Linked DNA regions of Mus musculus: region 1 is linked to region 2. A link is a contact called in public promoter capture Hi-C data. All regions are on one chromosome and are shown on one strand. Each heading gives the region's core, a stretch centred on a gene start, on an enhancer-like site or on the middle of the called end of the contact. The rest is flanking DNA. Distances are from core to core; before and after follow the strand shown. Region 1 holds the start of Chn2 (chimerin 2). Region 2 overlaps 4921529L05Rik (RIKEN cDNA 4921529L05 gene).

Region 1 (4,538 bases), core at 1,859-4,358, 44 kb before region 2:
CTAACTCCTTTGATGATAAGCAGCAATCTGCAAGTGTAAGCTAAATCATTTCTTCCTCTCCAACTTGTTTTTTGGTCATAGTGTTTCCTTGCAGCAATAGAGACCCTAAGATAGCATATGAAGGAAGAAAGAGATGTTATGTGCACTGGGCGCTGAGTTTATTTTAGCACCTAAGGTTGAAGCCACTGAGCAACTTCATTTCAAAGAAGTTCCCTCAAAGAAGACTATCTACCTGTTTGCAACAAGCATTTTTTAAAGATGTGTGTGTGTGTGTGTGTGTGTGTGTGTGTGTGTGTAGGTGTGCCTATGGGCACGCATCCATCCCATGGGGCTGGAGTTCCAGGTTGTTGTAACTCCTTTCGATGTACCAAGGGTACTGGGGACTGAACTCAGGTCCTCGGGGAAGAACAGCAGTCTCTCTTAACCACTGAGCCATCTCTCCTCTACATCAAGCACTCTTACAAATTAGACCGTGTGCCCAAAACTCAGCATACTGATTTAATGGGGAAATTGAAGCCAGGAAAAATTTAAGTAACCCACCCACCTCAAGATGCCTCACTGGTCAGCAGTGGAGCCAGAATTCAAATACAATGATCTCAGAAGCTTGAAGCTACAAAGAAAGCTAGAATTATCTTCCTTGCTAAGCCTTGAAGCCCAAGCCTGGCCCACAGTTGGCCCTTCCGCATGGTGACTAATGGGTTCACAGAGTGCCCTACTTTCTCAGACTCTGGCCTTTGCCTGAGAGAACCCAGCTGCTCTGAGAAGCAGGCTCTATTCTTTGCTGCTCAACACCTCTCACAGGTGTGAATTGCTTGTGTCCTCTGAATTATTCATTATCTACACAATGGTAAGTGTGCTTTTTAAAAAGAACTATGATTCCATATTTTGCAAGACAAAGTGTCTGATGAATTGGGGAAGTAAGCTATATAAGCCCACAGGTCAGGTTGATTTACATGAAATAGTAAATAGATTTATGTCCACTCTTGGCATCTCAGATTCCATGCAATTTCCCACAGTTTCCAACAGGATTAAAAACGGGCGGTCCATAAAACGGGAGAGAAAGCCATTGTAAGCATGCCTCCCCTATCTGCAAAACAATTACCACCCTCTACAGCTTATCCTGGCATCTTGGAGCAGCAGAGTCCTCCCAGGGCTGAGTTAGGATTTGTCATCGGGCTTCTTAAGCTGTGTCAAGATGCAGAATTTCCGATGCCACAGCAGCTGTGATCCACGCCTCCAGCGGACCCTGAGATGATGCTGTCTCCTCGCCTTCCTCAGTTGGCCCCCTTGCTACCTTTCCCCCCCCTCAGTCCATCAAACGGGCAGGCTTTGGAGAGGGAGAAACATGTGCTAATAGGAAGCCAACATCTCTGCATCTTAAATTCAATGTTAGTCAACCAAAATGAATTGAAACGCAGCAGCAGTGGTTTGAGGGTACTAAAAATAAGCCTTAGCATTTGCTGAGTTCTCAGAATTAAAACCACAGGCGGTCAACTTGTTGCTGTTCTTAATAAGAGCTGACTGCTCTGCCCACCAGTCCCTACTGCCAGCCGCTTAAACTACCGGACACCTAACAATGCTGTTTTTATTAGTTGGCAGCAGTCATTAAAGGAAATGTCATTTCCCTGGGACTAAACTTTCCCTGGGACTAAACCTGGCCAAAAAAAAAAAAAAAAAAAAAAAATAGCATGTAGCTTTCAAGAGAACACCTACACTGGTCACAGTCACCTTGTGTCTACAATCTGATTAGTTACACATCCATAGCTATGATTCCTTTTAATGCCTGCCTTCCTGCCAGTGCTGCATCTCTTCTCCACTCCGGATTTAATTTTTGGAGAATAAATAAAAGGAACTCAATTGTGGACACCATACAGTAGTAACACACTGAGCATTCCCACCAGGACTTGAAGACTGTTGTCTTGGACCCTTGAGTTCTGTATACCATGCCAAATGTCTTACCAGCCATCCCTTCAGGGTTTCTTATTAAAGTTTTCAGTGACCAAAGGGGTAGTAGAACTGTACCTAATGCATCAGTCTGATTAGAAACCTGTCATGTTCAGAAACCAGAGGGGCTGCCTCCATTGATTCTTATGCATTCACATTCATTATCATTTTTTTCTGTTCAATTAGACCTGCTGATCAACCATAGAAAAGCTTGAAAGCCCTTCTTTCACCCAGCCACATTTAACACTGAAAAAAAAAGAAGCCTTGAAAGTAAAATTACAGCCCCCACCGCCCCCCTCCCGCGCGCACACATGTTCTCTGTGTCTGTCTCACAGTCTCTCTGTCTCTGTCTGTCCCTACACACACACACACACACACACACACACACACACACTCACACACACACACTAAACACGCCAGGAGTCAGAGGCTGGGCTCAACCTCCATTCCACTATCCCACTTCAGTCAGATGAGCAAGACACATTTTCGTCCTGGCTGCTCTCTCAAACCCATACCCCAAGCGAGTGTCTCCAAGGAGCTAATTTCTGAAACAAACAAAGAAATCCGAGTCTGCAAGGAGCTGGGGTTTGCACCCTTCTTTGGCTCTGAGTATCCAAGGTTTCTGGCACCAAGGCAGACAGGTCCCGAGCCCAGCTGTGCCCTCAGCTTCCCTGCGCCTTCTGCCCCTGTTCCAGCTGTGCAGAAAGTGCAAGGCTGCTGGCAGCTACTGCTCGCCAGGAGCCCCAGACTCCAGGTCCGCACGCCTAGGACACCACCGAGTCCCACCACTACACTGTCACCGCTCAGACGCAAAGGTGTTGACCACCTTAACAAGTGTCCCAGTGACGCTCGTGTCCCGCGCCACGCTCTCCTAGAGCGGGAGGGACGGCCACAGGTAGACTCTCCATCCCAGCACGGGCGCCCGCGCGCTGAAACTCACCAGAGGACACGGAGGAGCCGGACAGACTAGAGTTGCTGGATGCTGCCATCTCGGCGCCGCGCGTCACCGCTCTCTCAGTCCTGGTGCGGGCGGCGTCGCCGCTGCCCTCGGCCGGCTGCTCGCAGCCCGCGCGGCCCCCAGCCCATGGCAAAGTCCTGGGGACGCGCGGGAAGCACCGGCCTCCGGACTCTGCCTGTACTTCCTGCTCCGCCAGATGACGCGCTGCCGCCGCCGCTATTTATTCGTGCTCGCCGTCCCTCTCGGCGCCTGGGCGCACTCCGCTGCGGGCGTCGAGGTGGCAGGGGCACAGCGAGGCCAAGGCGGCCGGCCAGGAGGATGGGACCACCTCTCTCGGCGTCCCCGCTGTCCCCGCCGCGGGCCCGCTCCCTGCGCGCGACTGGAACCTGGGCGCCCTTCGGCTCCCGGCACTGACTCTAGGGATCCAGCCTCTCCCGCCGCCGCACTTCGAGCGGCCCGGGCAAAGGCGGGGGAGACAGATAGACAGCGACCTCCCCCTTCTCCCTCCTCCCCAACTCGGCTCGCGCGCGCACACAAAGGAAGGAGAGGAACGCCGGCGCTCCGGGCTGAATCCGCTCGGCCGGCTTGACAGCTCCTGCAACCCTGGCTGCAGGGGGAGGCTGCAGACCAAGGGGTGGAGACCATCAGGACTCGGAGCCTGCCCCGAGGTGTTGGGCACGCCGCCAGGGACGCGAGGCGGGCCGGGCAGCAGTGTACAGTGCTGCTTCCCGAATTAGAAGGGGATGGAGGGGTCGTAGGAGGAAGGTGGTGGGACTGGCAGCAAGCTCTAGGTTTGGATCAGCCACACAGCTCGGGGGAGGGGGTGCAGGGGTGGGGGTACTTCCAGAAGGAGAAGACAAGGTCTCTAAGGATTACGTGCGGGTTTGGAGCAGGCCAGGATGCCACCAAGGCTGGGAAGCGCCCTTCCCATCACCCTTTAATTTGTCCTTTGTTGGTCAGGAACCGAAGGTCCCTGCCCTGCCACAAGAAGCGTCTCCTAAAGCAGAGAGAGCTGATCTAGCTACACTTAAGTACCCCAGACACTGGCAGGGACAGTGCCCCCAAAGTCCACTATGCTTCTGAGACCGGTGCTAAAAGAAATAGAGACATCCCAAAGGTGGCATCGGTCTTACACAAAGAAAGTGGTTCTCTGCCCCTTGGTAGGATCTTCACAAAAGACTGACTCTGCAGCAGGTGCGACTGAATCCTTTAAGGATAAGGAATTGCCTAGGTGTACCGGAGAAAGGGACTGGAGCCGGTGTGTGCCATCCTCCTGTATTTAAACCTAAATTAATTTTACTGGAAGGAAATGTCATGCAGATATATATTTTTTAAAATCCGTTTCACGCTCCCAGCAGGGTAATCGGTTCTTTCATTCCTAAAGCTACAGAAAAACTGTGAAATTTGAACAGAAATTGTTAGATCAAAGGGAAAAAAAGCAAACATTAAAGGAATGAAAGTACTCTCATTATAGAGCAAAACGGAAAGTGTTCTCATTGGGAGCGGCACGATTTGAAAAACATGGCTAAAAAGGACATAGTCCATTTGAAAATGATCAGGAGTGACTCTGGAACAGCAGCGAGGTCCTGGGGGCCTCCACATCGGAAGAGGACCTCATGTACAGTGAATAATAAAT
Region 2 (5,028 bases), core at 2,274-4,773:
TCCATTTTCCAAACAGTATCACTCTGTCTTAGCAGCAGGACAGTTAAGCAGGATACCCAGTATTAGGAGCTGTGTCCTCCATGCCTTCTCTTCCGCCTGTGTGCCACAGGCCATGTCATCACAGTTGCCATTTGTCATCTCCTGCTGCTTATGTTTCTTCTGCTGTTTCTCTTCCTGCACCTACCTTCCTTTTTGAGACAGAGTCTCACTATCTATATATCCATGCCTGGTCTGGAACTTGATATATATATTAATTATATATATATATTAATATATATATATTAATAATATATATATATATTAAGAGAAGTAGGCTTAAAGAATGCTACCATGCTCAGTTCACATGTACTTCTCAAGGGCTCAAAGGCTCAGGAATCCTTATTGTGCACAAAGGTCTTAAATCTATAACCTTATCACTGGCCCAAATTTGATAGTTTTTCTGTCTATGAGATCCTTGGACTCTGGCATTGAGTTATCCACTTTATGAATGAAAGTTCTTTCAGACATATATGTCCAGGATAGAGAATTTTTATTCTGTGCAAGACCTGTTCTGGAAATTGATTTCTTCTATGACCAAGACTGCCCTCAAATTCTCAAAAGACTCACCACTCATTTTCACATGATGAAAAATGTCTTGAATTATTTAAACCACCTAGATATTAACATTACTGTTGGGTCCACCATTCTTTCCATTTTTGCAGACAGTGTTTTTGCTTTGTCCATAATTCTTGGTGTATGCCATTATACCTCCTATGAGCATTTGACAGTTTGTGTACCTGTGAGTGTATGTGTGTGTGTGCGTGTTTATACCTGCACGTGTACCAACATGTGTATATGAGTTTGTACCTGAATGAATATACATATGCACATATGTACATGTGTGTGTGTGTGTGTGCACCCTAGTGTGCATGTCAGAGCTTTATGGTAGGTATCGCCCTCAACCACTCTTTACCCTATTTTTTGAGACAGGTTCTCTCATTGAAGCTGGAATTCAACACCAGCACTGTGATCACAGGTGCGTGCAGAAGGTCCAACACAGGCCCTTGTGCTTGCTCAGCACTGACCCCTCACTCCCAACCCCCTTTTCAGTCTTTTTACCCCCAACAACATGGATCCTTCAACGATGTCTGTTACTTTGTTCTTTGGGACTGCAGCAGTGGAAGAATAGAACATGGCTAACAGTGATAAGCGACCAACTCTGTTATTTCAGCTTTGTAGTTCTTGATCACTTTTCATTTTATTTTTAGGCTAAATGAGCCTCTTCCTGGTAACATTATCAGGGAAGCAACAGTGAGTGAAACATAAAATAAAATAGATTGGAGGGAAAATGAGGCAATCAAGGGTTGCAGTGACCCCGGCATGTGTGAGGTTGACACCAGCAAAGCTTACCATACTATTCAAGAATCAAAATTTTCTCTAGCTGAATGAGTGCACTCTGAAATAATTACATTGTGTGATATATTTAAACCATAAGCCAATGCCATAAAGCAGTAACGTCAGTATGAGGTACTGTGAATTGCACATAATTATAGGCACTGTCCTTCTTACTGGCATGCAATAGGATTGTTTATCCCAAATCATCACTCTTATAATGTGCTTTTCTGTGACACTATCATGTCACTAGAGGATGTGCGTTTTTCAGCTACATTATGATTTTATGAGACTATTGGATGAAACACTATTATATACCACATGACCATATCTTAATAAATATTATTATCATTTAGTTTTCTTTTAGCAAACGTATGCTAACACAGAGGAAAATGCAGAGGAATTTTAATTCAACAACATGACTACTCTGGTTGGAATACAGACATGCCTTAGTCCTAGGAGACAGAGACAAGCAGATCTCTAAGTTCAAAGCCAGCCTGGTAAAGAACAAATTTTAGGTAAAGAAAAGCTTAGGTACAGGCGAAGCGGCACACACCTTTGATCCCAGCACTTAGGAGACAGATGATGCAGATTTGTGGGTTCCAGTCAGCCAGTTTGCTTGTGTCAGAGGCACTGCAGTGGACTGAACTTCATGGCAGTCAGCCCGTGGAGTTCAGAGGCAGTTTTTACAAGGAGAGTTTTATAGAGACAGGTTGCAGAAAGAACAAGCTAGACACAGATGAAGAAAGACAAGGCAGAGAATGAGAAGGAGCCAGAAGATTAGAACAGATTGTCAGAGTTAGTTTGAGGCCAAGCAGAGCAATTCAGTGGGAAGCTGAGAGAAGTCAGGTTGAATCAGTCAACCTGGAGAGGAGTTTGAGCCAGAACAGCTGAGCTGAACAAACCAGCCAGAGCTCAGAAGAAACTGGTAAGGGTGAGCTTATTCAGCAGTAAGCCCCCTAGATGACAATTACATCAAATGAATGAAAGCTTCTTTCCAGGAACAGAAATTTCCCAATAGAAACCATGTTTTACTCAACATCGACAAAACTAAATGGTTGTGAAATGCCTTTAAACTTTCCAATGTTGCAATACTTATCTCTCCTAAAATAAACTGTAGTGGGGTTTTTGGTGCAACATGATCGTAAATATGAATGCTTATGTGTGATCCAGTCTGTGTTTACTACAAGAGTCAGTTTGGCTTTCGTTTTCAGCTGCATTTTGGTCAAAGGCATATATTGGCTAGCAGCTTTCTTTGTGTTTAACCCAAGAGGCCCTTGCCCAAGGCTGCACAGTAGAAACTGCTCTGCCTTGGCCCTTGACTGTGGTACTCCCTCCAATACAGGTAGGAGTCTATGGAAATGCACCATTGAACACCATGCCCTTAAGCCCACTGTTCCTCAATCCAGGGTTGTAAATTCCTCCTACAAAAGCCACAAGACCTGTTTTTAGGATCCACATGCAAGCAGACAAATTGTATCTAGATGAGTAACCCCCAGGGGAAGACAATGTTGCTTCTTGCTACTGTGTTCCTAAACCCAAGAGGTGGCTATTGCCAGCTGCTTCAGTGTTGCTGGTCTGAGCTTCAACCTATGGTCTAGAGATTTTCCTGTAGAGAGAGGTAGCTGCAGAGCACGATAGGAAAGCACCTTTCCAGGTTTCCACCTTGAAATGCAGAACCTGAATTTCAAACCTGGTCTTTTGTATAATGATACACCTTAATGAGGATATCAAGGTAGGAAGGCAGAACCTACAGCATCCAATGGTTTCTTAACTTGGCAGTGTCTACGCACCTGGGCATCTGAGTATGGACTTGCATTTTTAAGCTCACCGTGGGCCCTATAAACATTCAAGGCACTGAATATAGTTTTAAAGAATCACTTTTCTTCCACTAGCAAATTCTTCTCTGTGAAGAGTTAAGTGGATAGGAAATACCTCCATGCATAATGTATGACAGGAAACTAAGTCTGCAGTCTGGAGACTCCACAATCTGCACCAGGGTTTTCTTCTAGTCTGCCCGATGACACAACAGGGAGGCACTCTGGAAAAACTAAGATTCAGTGGCATTAAGCAATTTGTTCCAGGCCACAAAACTAGAGCTTCAGTTAGCTTTAGTTGCACAATAAACTGCCTTAAATTGAAAGTGACTTAAAATAGCAGTGATTGATTTTTTTTTTCCTTGCCTGGAGGGTTGGGCTGGGCTGCAACGCTGCCAGGCCTCTGGCTGGGTGGGCAGCCGAGGTCAGCTAGAGACAGGGCTGGGAGGGACGGTTCCCAGTGCTTCTCACTTGTGTCCAGTTTGGTGCTGCAAGGGCTGAGAATGAATCTCCCCCCCCCCCCAGTACTGTCTTTGCTGCCGACCACTGTGCATCCTTGCCATTTTTAATCTAGCCTCTTCCTTCTGCCCTTTGGCTCCCTGCCCACCACCTGATGACTTTTAATGGTATACACTCAAATCACTTACTGGCAATGTTACCTTGAGTGGTTACTTAACCTGAGTCTCAGTTTCCCATGTACAGAATGAGGATATAGCACAGATCACATCAGGGTGTTCCGTAGTGTTTCCAGCAGCAATGCAAGAGTGTTTGGCTCCGGGTTGGCACTTGATTACCATTAAAAGGATTGCCTAATCCGTATGGTGTTACCTGTTTGCATATGACCTCGGGACTGACCACTTGTTATCAGATAAAAAATTGTATTTTATACTTAGGAATATATATGCATATATATGTTTAAATGCATATATATGCCTATCTATCATCTATATCTACCTATCTATCTATCTATCTATCTATCTATCTATCTATCTATAGAACATGCATGCAAATGGAACAACAATTAAAAATAAGATGCCATGCATTTGAGTGGGAGGGGTCAAAGAGAGGAAAGGGAAAATTATATGATTATATTTTATAATTAGAAAAACAGTCATAAAAATGATTGCACTGGAGGATCAAGGAATGTATGTTGATTGTCAGGCAGAGGGAATGAACCACTGTTCGTTTTTCAGGCGACCCCTGAGCTTGCAAGTATTGGAGTGGGGAAGTAGTTTCATGTTATGGCGTTGGAATTCTAAGACAACAGCTCTGGGAAGGTGGAAGAGAAAACAAAACAAACAAGGAGCTCGTCCCATCATGACATTGCAGGAGCTTTCTCTCTCTTATGGAACCTTCAGGAAACTGCGTGTCACCCTTAGGCAAGGGCCAGGCCAGTCTCTGTTCCAGCTTCCGCCATGAAGTTTCTCTATTAGTTTTTAAGATTCCATCTTGGAGTTCCTTGGTCCTTGCTTCTCCCCACATGGAAAGTGCTCCAGTGCTCCACCAGTCTTCGGGACCTAGGTGGGGACATATCTTTGACCCATAGGTCTGAGTTAGAGGAATCTGAGAAGCACTTAAGAGGCGGCTTTTGAGGATGTGCTCTGGACTGGCAGTTTTACTCCCGCCATACTGCTGATCCCCACTGGGTCAGACCAGCTTGTGTCTGTGCACAGTGAGCAGGAAATGCTGTGTGCCTGCATCTTTCCTGCAGCTGTGCCAGTCCTTGGGATCCCTCGGGAGAGAAAAGCCTAGGGATTCAGGTAGGGGGGCCCGGGCTTTCAAGCTGGAATGGGGATGCTCTGGGTGCCAAGTCAGCTGCAGCTCCAGAAAGTCCCTGACT

The links. Promoter capture Hi-C pulls out the DNA fragments that hold promoters and counts their contacts.
Region 1: a contact with region 2 is called in a promoter capture Hi-C map of liver, with 2.6 times the contacts expected there. The contact joins the promoter of Chn2 here to the enhancer-like site in region 2. A contact is called at or near these places in 13 of 39 promoter capture datasets (the 3T3-L1 cell line, the HPC-7 cell line, HPC-7-derived erythroid cells and 7 more), 12 of 484 Hi-C or Micro-C datasets (3T3-L1-derived adipocytes, the HPC-7 cell line, embryonic fibroblasts and 5 more), 7 of 115 datasets of contacts at active chromatin or transcription factors (embryonic stem cells, extraembryonic endoderm stem cells and liver) and 2 of 9 other capture datasets (adipose tissue and embryonic stem cells).

The regions. Positions count from the first base shown.
Region 1 is chr6:54,038,502-54,043,039 of GRCm38.p6, reverse strand. It overlaps Chn2 (chimerin 2), which reads right to left and starts at 3,108. Exons shown (of 13, transcript NM_001163640.1): 1 at 2,885-3,108. The coding sequence starts at 2,933.
Region 2 is chr6:53,994,191-53,999,218 of GRCm38.p6, reverse strand. It overlaps 4921529L05Rik (RIKEN cDNA 4921529L05 gene), which reads right to left. Exons shown (of 4, transcript NR_110484.2): 2 at 3,307-3,421. Among named protein-coding and RNA genes, the nearest start is that of 4921529L05Rik, 18 kb to the right of the region's middle. Within about 2 kb of position 3,523, at least 21 of the 459 cell types and tissues checked have an H3K27ac peak or open chromatin away from gene starts, as enhancers often do. A contact at or near this core is called in liver, where this site is marked.